Linked DNA regions of Mus musculus: regions 2 and 3 are each linked to region 1. The links are chromatin contacts, called in public Hi-C maps. All regions are on one chromosome and are shown on one strand. Each heading gives the region's core, a stretch centred on a gene start, on an enhancer-like site or on the middle of the called end of the contact. The rest is flanking DNA. Distances are from core to core; before and after follow the strand shown.

The links. Hi-C and Micro-C count contacts between places; a contact is called where the count stands out from the background.
Region 2: a contact with region 1 is called in a Hi-C map of the N1E-115 cell line, with 6 times the contacts expected there. The contact joins two enhancer-like sites. A contact is called at or near these places in 2 of 39 promoter capture datasets (embryonic stem cells and stem cell-derived epiblast-like cells), 4 of 484 Hi-C or Micro-C datasets (the N1E-115 cell line, embryonic limb bud, embryonic stem cells and 1 more), 4 of 115 datasets of contacts at active chromatin or transcription factors (craniofacial prominence, embryonic limb bud and embryonic stem cells) and 1 of 9 other capture datasets (embryonic stem cells).
Region 3: a Hi-C map of the N1E-115 cell line shows a contact between it and region 1, with 3 times the contacts expected there. The contact joins two enhancer-like sites. A contact is called at or near these places in 1 of 15 datasets of contacts at CTCF or cohesin (embryonic stem cells), 2 of 484 Hi-C or Micro-C datasets (the N1E-115 cell line and embryonic stem cells), 1 of 115 datasets of contacts at active chromatin or transcription factors (embryonic stem cells) and 2 of 9 other capture datasets (embryonic stem cells and pancreatic islet).

The regions. Positions count from the first base shown.
Region 1 is chr13:55,753,114-55,755,985 of GRCm38.p6, reverse strand. The region is part of intron 2 of Pcbd2 (pterin 4 alpha carbinolamine dehydratase/dimerization cofactor of hepatocyte nuclear factor 1 alpha (TCF1) 2); the gene reads right to left. Among named protein-coding and RNA genes, the nearest start is that of Pcbd2, 27 kb to the right of the region's middle. Within about 2 kb of position 1,470, at least 16 of the 459 cell types and tissues checked have an H3K27ac peak or open chromatin away from gene starts, as enhancers often do. A contact at or near this core is called in the N1E-115 cell line, where this site is marked.
Region 2 is chr13:55,846,641-55,849,512 of GRCm38.p6, reverse strand. No RefSeq gene overlaps it. Among named protein-coding and RNA genes, the nearest start is that of Pitx1, 17 kb to the right of the region's middle. Within about 2 kb of position 1,477, at least 24 of the 459 cell types and tissues checked have an H3K27ac peak or open chromatin away from gene starts, as enhancers often do. A contact at or near this core is called in the N1E-115 cell line, where this site is marked.
Region 3 is chr13:55,671,711-55,674,582 of GRCm38.p6, reverse strand. Ddx46 (DEAD box helicase 46) reads right to left here. Exons shown (of 23, transcript NM_001282055.1): 19 at 466-642. Among named protein-coding and RNA genes, the nearest start is that of B230219D22Rik, 20 kb to the left of the region's middle. Within about 2 kb of position 1,417, at least 13 of the 459 cell types and tissues checked have an H3K27ac peak or open chromatin away from gene starts, as enhancers often do. A contact at or near this core is called in the N1E-115 cell line, where this site is marked.

The sequences.
Region 1 (2,872 bases), core at 221-2,720:
AAGAAAAAAATCTGCTCAGAAATCTGACGACAAGAAAAATGAAGGCCGTTGTAATGCAGCCAGTGGTTGCACTATTTCATTCCAGTAAAATTTCTACATTTTGGATGGGAAAGTAGGCCTTACTTTATTAAAACGCTTAAAAAATTAAAGTTAAATAGATTTTGGGAGTGCAATGGCTTTCTTTTGCCACTTGTAACTTTATGAGTTAGTAATAAATGAGCCCAGCTACGTCAAAACAAATGGGAAACAGTTTAGGTTATAATACAGTATTTTAGAACCTGGCAATAAATCCCTTTAATGGTATTCTAAATGTATACATATATATTTAAAGTAATTAAAATTTCTCAAGCTCTCAGACACCATTCAAGTATTTCGGACTTCATCGCCTTCCAACTCCATTCTGTCCCTTCTGCCGTCACCACCTCCGTGCCAGCCTCCCAGGCTCGGTTCTCACTAAACCAAGTCAAAGACCGAGTCACACTCTTAGCCTAACTCAGTCCCCAAAGGATCCCATGCAGGGTACAAGCTGCCAAGGAAAGACTTTCTCTAGAACCCTGTGCAGGGAATGTGACGTGCAGGGAAATGCGAACAGGCCCGCTGAGCCCACATCACAGGCAGATAGAAAACAGAGTTGGCAGAGAAAGCTCCTTGTGTCTCTGCAGCCATTTTGTAGTAAGAAAAGGACAGTTCTGAAAACAGGGAGCCAGGAGATCCTGAGCTAGGGAATGCTGGCCTCACTTCCAGCTAGGACAGCCTGAGCAAGGGGATGCTGGCCTCACTTCCGGTACCCAAGCTCACAGCCACAGTGTGAGAACTGGAAACACAGGGTCCAAAAATGGCTGAAAGGCCGTGTTTCAGAGGCACAGAGAGGAAGGCATGGCAGGCCAAGAACCAAACCCTCACTCCACATCCACAACGCTAAAACATTTCCTCACGCAGAAACAGAATCGCCACTGACAATTTTTGGAAACAGTAATTGTGTCCTGGGTCCCAGCTGGATAATTCTGTTCTACACCAAAAATAAGTCCTGTTCACAGCCCCCCAACTCTCCAAACTGCCTCGCACCACTATCAGGACACAGCTTCCTCCCAGCCCCAATAAATGAAAGGCAGAAACCGGCAGAAGAAAGAGGATTAAATAACATAGGTAAGGTTGCTTGCCGCTTTATGAAAGACAAATGACTTGCACTCACATCCCACTGATAACTAGGGAGGCTGCCAGCGGCTCTCAGACAGATGTAACATTTTAACAAATGTGATTGTTTGTGAACGAAATAATTCTGATCAAAAACTTAATTGCAGTCAAAGCGAGTCCTGGGCTGTGTCACTGTAATCCGTTGTGACAGGAAGCAATGAGTGGAGATCCTACTGTGAGCGGGGCACATGTGAAAGGTCAGCACTGGCCTGGAACTTCAAAACCGTTAGCGTGTAAAACAGTGTGCATTAGAGCCCGGAACGGCTACCCACTGGATTAGCGGATGTCCGCTGTGCGGGTCTCATGTGCTTTTTGGCAGGTAAGAGTTAATTGGTAAGTAGGCAACGTATTGTAACTTCCTTTTTTCCCTCTTCCTCAAATTTACCCTAGAAACAATTCTTTATAGCTCTACAATACTGCAATATTCCATTGGTAGTACGGTCTCAGGAGAACAAAGTAACGTTTCTTAAATAAAATTCATCTTTAATGATTTACTGAATACTGGCTGTATTTGACAAATAAATGTGTGTGGATAGAATGAATGAAAATTTTCTTTTGTAACATGGATATATACAGACTTATACATAAGTGTGTGTGTGTGTGTGTGTGTGTGTGTGTGTGTGCATGTATTTGTTTAGTCAACTGTGACAGCCAATTTTTTTCCAAGTAAGGATTTCATTAGAGGAAAATATATACTTTGCTCATATACAATAATCCTAAAAGCCAATTATATGACAGAATTTTGCATGGCTTAAAACAAAATTCTAAATAAAAATGCAGTTAATACCACAGTTTTCATTTCCAACATGGGATGTTATTTATGAAAGAACCAAGCTAAATATTACCTTATAAGTCAATGCACGCACAAAATACTCTGCGACTATCCAGCACTGTAAGCTGATCTATTTAACTTTAAATTATAGTCATTTTCCAACATCTAAACTACTTAAGGTAATACAACATTAACTCATGGTAAAGGCAGTTACTGGGCATCGCAATGATTATTTTAAAATTTACTCCATTTCTGTGTTGTGTGGAAATAAACGTCCACTTTAAAAAATAATCAATTCTTCTAAAGCTTTATTTCTGTTCTCAAAACCAGCCTTCTAAAGAAATACCTTGGGCCACTGGACAGATATAGTGCCTGGGCACTTTGTATGGCTGGGAAGGGACTTCTTCAGTGACTTCGGAGTTCCTGCCCCCCAGCAGAACATCAAATGGAATCTTGGGGATAGACATAGATTTGCTTCCAACTGTGACAGACAACTAAAAAGAAGATGGGAACTGGACAGAGAGGCAGGCCATGGTCTCGCTCGTGTCTGCTTTCAGTATAAAGTGTGAAAACTTAGGTGGATTTGAAAATGCCAGTGTCTACTCCCACCCCCAACTGTTCCTGCAAGTCAGAGATGCCCACGGTTACCATCACTGCTCTGTGTCTCTCAGGCATCTCCAGGCTCCCAGTCCTGGATCCCAGTGGCCGCCCCTCAAGGCCAGTGACGCAGAGTCCACAGAGGAAAAAGAGCCCAGAAAAGAAGCAGGCCGAAAGGACAAAACAAGGCTGTCTCAGAGTTACCCATTTTTTCCACCAATAGCCACATGGAAAAACAACCTACAGCACCCAAGGAAATCATCTTATTCTGGGGACAAAAAGAGATGCCATAATTCCCCCCAAAATGTC
Region 2 (2,872 bases), core at 228-2,727, 94 kb before region 1:
GTAGAACTTGCTTGCCCAACACTGCAAGCCCATTTCTCTCTTTCAGTATAAAACTGAGTCATGGTTCCTTCTCCATGAACTAGCTCAGCACACAGGAAAGACAAGCAACAATTGTGTCCCAGGACCCAGGGACTCAGGGTGACTCCCACTCCAGGGTCTGTGGGCCTTAACTGTGGGTCAAAGTGAAATACCCGGATCAACACGTGCAAACCTTCCCCAAAGGACCTCTCCCCTCCTCTCTCCCTTGCATGCCCCTCCTCCCACTCACTCTATTGTACATGTCCCCAGGAAGCAATCCCCTTAGAAGGGACTAACCATCCCCAGCAAGGTTAACTGGTATCCCAAATGCTAACACCAGCCCCGAGCTAGCGTCCCATAAAGCAACTTGCTCCCAACGGAATTGCCTCTGCATTTCCCAGCAGAGCAGCTCAGCTCAGTGTAAATAGGCTGTCTCAGGGCTCACTACGTCACCTCACTCTGGCAAGTTATGGATGGCACTACAGAATCGCCGTCATAAATACAGCCCCTCGGTTAAACAAAGCCGACAGCTTTGTGCCAATAACCTTTGAACCACTCAAGCCCAGTGTCAATTGTATTTGTCTTTGAGCTGAGGTTTACTCTAGACTGTTTGCTAAATCAGGGCTCATCTGCGGAGATAATTCAAATATATTACAGGCAGCAGGCAGACAGGAGGCCCTCCCCCACATGACCTCAGTCTGGGTCTCTGCCACAGCAGCCTATACGGCAAGTTAGACTAGGAAAGGGCAAGGAGAGCAAGAAGGGATGTTGGAGCCTGGATGAGAACAGGGGCTCCTCCGCCGCTCTGGCATCCTCACAGAGCCTGTTTCTCCCGGAGGAGTCCAGGGCTGTCTTCCTGGAACACAGGGAATCCATGCTCAGAAAGTTGTTTGCACATACGATCAGACCCTAGAATGAAATCAGCTTTGCACATGGAAACCTTGCAAGGATAGAAGTCTAGACGAAGCCCCTAGCCTGTGTGGACAAGAACCTCCAAGTCCTTCTGGGGCAAGAAGGAAGACTGAACAACACTTTTATGTGGGGACAGGGCAGACAAACATGCGGAACAAAAGCCAGGCAAGAAAGAGGAGAGCACTCTGGTCAAACCAGCTGCAGTTGCTACTGCCCAGGAAGACTGGCTAGTTTGTACCCCGTGCCGGCTATAGAACTGGCCCTGGGCTGAGGCCAAGAAAACAGAACTCAGGCGAGGCTCCTTCCTCGGTCATTCCCAGTTTGGCCCACTCGCCTTCTGAATCTGGAGCCCTCTCGGCCCTGCCTTCCTCTCCTACCCCTCACCATTTGAGGGGCTCTGTCCAATGCCGCGCCCCTGGCAGGAGCCCAGCCACCACCACCCCTCCCATCACCGGAAGTGGAATCGAAGCCAGGGAAGTACCTTGCTCTGCTTCATCTCCTGATAGTGAAGCTACAGGCTTGACAGGTCAGGAGGTGAGGGCGGGGGATCAGGGTGTTGAGGGCTGTGTTTAGATTATGTCCCATGAGCCTCTTTGAAACTCAACAAGGAACAGGCTGAGAAGAGTGGGCGGGGCAACGAGTGAATTCAGCTGTATCATGGTCAACAGAGGCCGAGCAGCTGTGTGCCCTCTGGCTGTCATGGGCAGCCTTCTGTCCCTTCTATCGGTAAAACATCCATCTCTTGCTCGGCCTAAAGATCCAGTAAGATCTTGAAGTGTGCTTGCCTGCAGAAAGAACTGCTGCTGCCCTTGAGATTAGAGGCTGGCTGTCTTTTATCCAACAAGGAAGAGAGAGCCAAGAGAGCACTCCAGGTTCCATGCCTGCTTCCTCGCAGAACCCTGTCGCCTGGAATCATGGGATAAGAGTTTTATACAATGTAACAGCTCTGCTTGCAGTCCACTCCATATGGAAACTCTGGACGCGCATGTGAGTTAAGCCATGAGGCCAGCTCCACCCTCTACCTCCATCAGTACATCAGAAATTTGGGGAGGCCCTAGGCAGGACCAGAGTCTAAGAGTTTGCTCTCACTTACCTTGAGGAGACTCACCCCTCCTTGGGATGTGGAGATGTGAGAAACCGCTTCATCTCTTCTAGCACCTGGGAGGAGGGAGACAGACAGAGGTCGCTAGGGTTCGGTGCCTGGAGCATCTCTCTGCCATCTCTACACCTAACAGGAGCAGCAGAAAGCAGCAGCAACGCCTGGGCTGAGCAGGGGGAGACAGCGGACATTTATAAATGACCCTCTTAGCTGTTTACAAGACACCTTCTGAAAGAAAGCAGAGGAGGAGAAATAAACTTGAAGTAGGGACCCTGGCGGGAGTCTGCGATGCGCTTTGATAAGCCAGCTGCACCAGCATTTCTTCCCCAGATTTTATGGCCAACTTTACAGCCCTGTGTTTGGGACTCTTTATCAGGGGCCGGAAGGGGGGAGCAAGCAAGATCCCAGACAAGAAGCCTTCCCCCAACAACTTCTCCAGCAGATACAACCTCATCTGGAGATCAAGATAGCCTGTGTCCCCTCCAGTCCCGGCAGTTGTGTCCCTGTCTCCCCCACCCCCAACATCCAGATCTGGGGTAGACAAGACATTCCTCAGTGTGGCAGTAAACAGGCAGATCCCGGCCCTCTCGGGAAACCTTAACGGGAGAGGAGTCATGAGAAGTCAAAAGCAGAGCCCATTCCATTAAGACGTGGATGCCTTGTCCCAGAACCCCCTAAAGGCAGGCAGGGTGTCTCAGGGACCCCAGCCTAGCTCAGTGCTCACATCTGGGCCTGAGATAGAATTCCAGTTGGACCTAACACTTTGTCATCATCACACCTTAGCGCACTGAGATTGTTATCGTGGTTAAAAGCATGGGGAAAGGGTCTCTCACATCAGGCAAT
Region 3 (2,872 bases), core at 168-2,667, 81 kb after region 1:
GGATTCTTTTTTTTTGTGCTCAATTTAACTCCTGGAAAGGATCTACATTGAAATAGTGTCTGGCCGGGTGTGGTGGCGCACGCCTTTAATCCCAGCACTTGGGAGTTAGAGAGAGACAGATTTCTGAGTTTGAGGCCAGCCTGGTCTACAAAGTGAGTTCCAGGATAGCCAGGGCTACACAGAGAAACCCTGTCTCAAAAAAAAAAACCAAAAAACAAAAACAAAAAAAACAACCAAACAAAAAAGAAAGCAGTGTCTGAAGCACACTTTCACACAGGACACTTGTAAACTTGGTGTGTAGGAAGTAGACAGGAGGATAAGCAGTTCACAGTCCCCCGTGGCTACCCAGAGAATGCAAGGCCAGCCTAGGCTGTGAGAAACCCTGCTTTTTAAAAAAGAAAAAGACTCTTTCCATTTCTGGATCTTCACGGCAACAGCAGCAATGGCTCGGAACAAATTACTTAATACCTGAGACTCGATGCCCAGGTTCTTCTGAGCGTTGATTCTGAGAGCCAATCTCTTGGCGATTTCTAGCTTCTCAGCATTGCCTGCAGTGGGCGCGGGCACGCTGGATGTGCCGGGTGCAGCCATGTCCTTTACTCTCTTCTTTGAATTAAACATGCTTTCAATCTGTTCATCAATCTAGGACAGGAGAGAAAAACAAATCAAGGATTAGTAAACACCGCATTAGAAATACTAACCGAGGGCTGGCGAGATGGCTCAGTGGGTAAGAGCACCCAACTACTCTTCCAGAGGTCCTGAGTTCAAATCCCAGCAACCACATGGTGGCTTACAACCACCCGTAACAAGATCTGACACCCTCTTCTGTGGTGTCTGAGGACGGCTACAGTGTACTTACATATAATAATTTATAATAAATATATAAATAATAATATTTAAAAAAAAAGAAATACTAACTGAGCTGGGCGGTGGTGGCGCACGCCTTTAATCCCAGCACTTGGGAGGCAGAGGCAGGCAAATTTCTGAGTTTGAGGCCAGCCTGGTCTACAGAGTGAGTTCCAGGACAGCAAGGGCTGGGCTACACAGAGAAACCCTGTCTCGGAAAACAAAACAAATTTTTTTTGTACATTGTATTTATGTGAGTTTTGAGGGCTTATATGTCTGTGCACCATGCCTGGTGTATTTCACATGGTTGGGGCCTGACGAGGTCAGAAGAGGACGTAGGATCCCCAGGGACCATGATTAGTGATGCTTGTGAGCCACCATGTGGATGCTGGGATTAACCCGGGCCCTCTGGAAGAGCAGTAAGTGCTTTAAACCAGTCACCTCTGCAGCCCAGATCTTGACCTTTGACTCTCCTGCCCCGTCTTCCAAGTGCAGGGGCTACCGGGGATACAGGCTTGCATCACCGCACTCAGTTCACTGCTAGAGATCAGACCAGCAACCACTCTACCAACTGAGCCACATCCCTGGCCTATTTTTTTGAATGAAGAAAAATGGGTTGATGTAGTGGCATGTACTTCTAATCCCAGCACTCCAGAGACTGGGACAGGAGGATCACCAGTTGGGAGGCCAGGGCAGGCTACGTAACAACTCCCAGTCCAACAAATAAACAAAGACAGGGATAAGGAAATGAAGACTGGCTTCCCTATGAGCAAGAGCAACAGTGAAGCCTTCAATTCTCAGAAGTCATGCGAACCATAGATACTTAGCTATACTCTCACCAAAACAGGAAACGACAGATCGCTTGCTATTGATGTGTGGGTGTGTGCGTCTCAAAGGACACATGGTGGAGCTGGCTTTTCCTCCCATCCTTACATGGGTTCTGGGGAGAGAACTCAAAAGTGGCCAGGGTTACATGGCAAGCGCCTTCTCCAAGTCATCTCTCCAGCTTCCACATCTTTTGTTTTGTTTGTTTGTTTTTGTTTTTTGAGACAGGGTTTATCTGTATAGCCCTGGCTGTTCTGGAACTCACTTTGTAGACCAGGCTGGCCTCGAACTCAGAATCTGCCTGCCTCTGCCTCCTGAGTGCTGGGATTAAAGGCGTGCACCACCACGCCTGGCACGTCTTTTGTTTTAAAGGATGTCTTTCAACAGGGCTTGGTGAGGTGGCTCAGAGGGGTGAAGGCACTTGCCATGAAACCTGGTGATCTAGCAGGGCCGTGGTGGTGCATGCCTTTAATCCCAGCACTCAGAAGGCAGACAGGGCTACATAGAGAAACCTTGTCTTGAAAACAAAAACAAAACAAAACCAAACCAAACCAAAAAAAAAAAAAAAAAACCAAAACCAAAACCAAAAAAACCCCCACCAAACAAACAAACAAAAAAGAAACCTGGTGACCTGAGCCTGAGCTCCAGGATCTACAGGAAAGGAGAGAACTGAGTCAACCACACTGTTTTCCGACTTTCGCATACATGCCACGGTGCGCGCACGCATACACACGCACGCACACACGCACGCACACACCCCATCAAGTTAATAGAACAGAACTACAAAAACACAAAGGACAAAACAAAAACCAGCTTTGCCCACAATGAGCTGAGGCACCATGACGGAGGTCGCAGAGCTGCCCTCTTCAGAGCAGCTCAGATGTTGTGGCTGTCTTCTCCAATGAAATGGTCTGCATTTAGCTTCTTTTTTTTTTGGTTTTTCAAGACAGGGTTTCTCTGTGTAGCGCTGGCTGTCCTGGAACTCACTCTGTAGAACAGGCTGGCCTCGAACTCAAGAGATCCCTCTGCCTCTGCCTCCCCAGTGCTGGGATTAAAGGAGTGTGCCACCACGCCTGGCAGCTGCTAGCTTCTTTTTAAAAAAGAAATCAGTGAGGGTACTTGTTGAAGTGAACATTTAACTGAGTGAGGCTGGTTTAACTTAAATAGCATATACGCTATTAAAAATCTAAATATGTAAGAT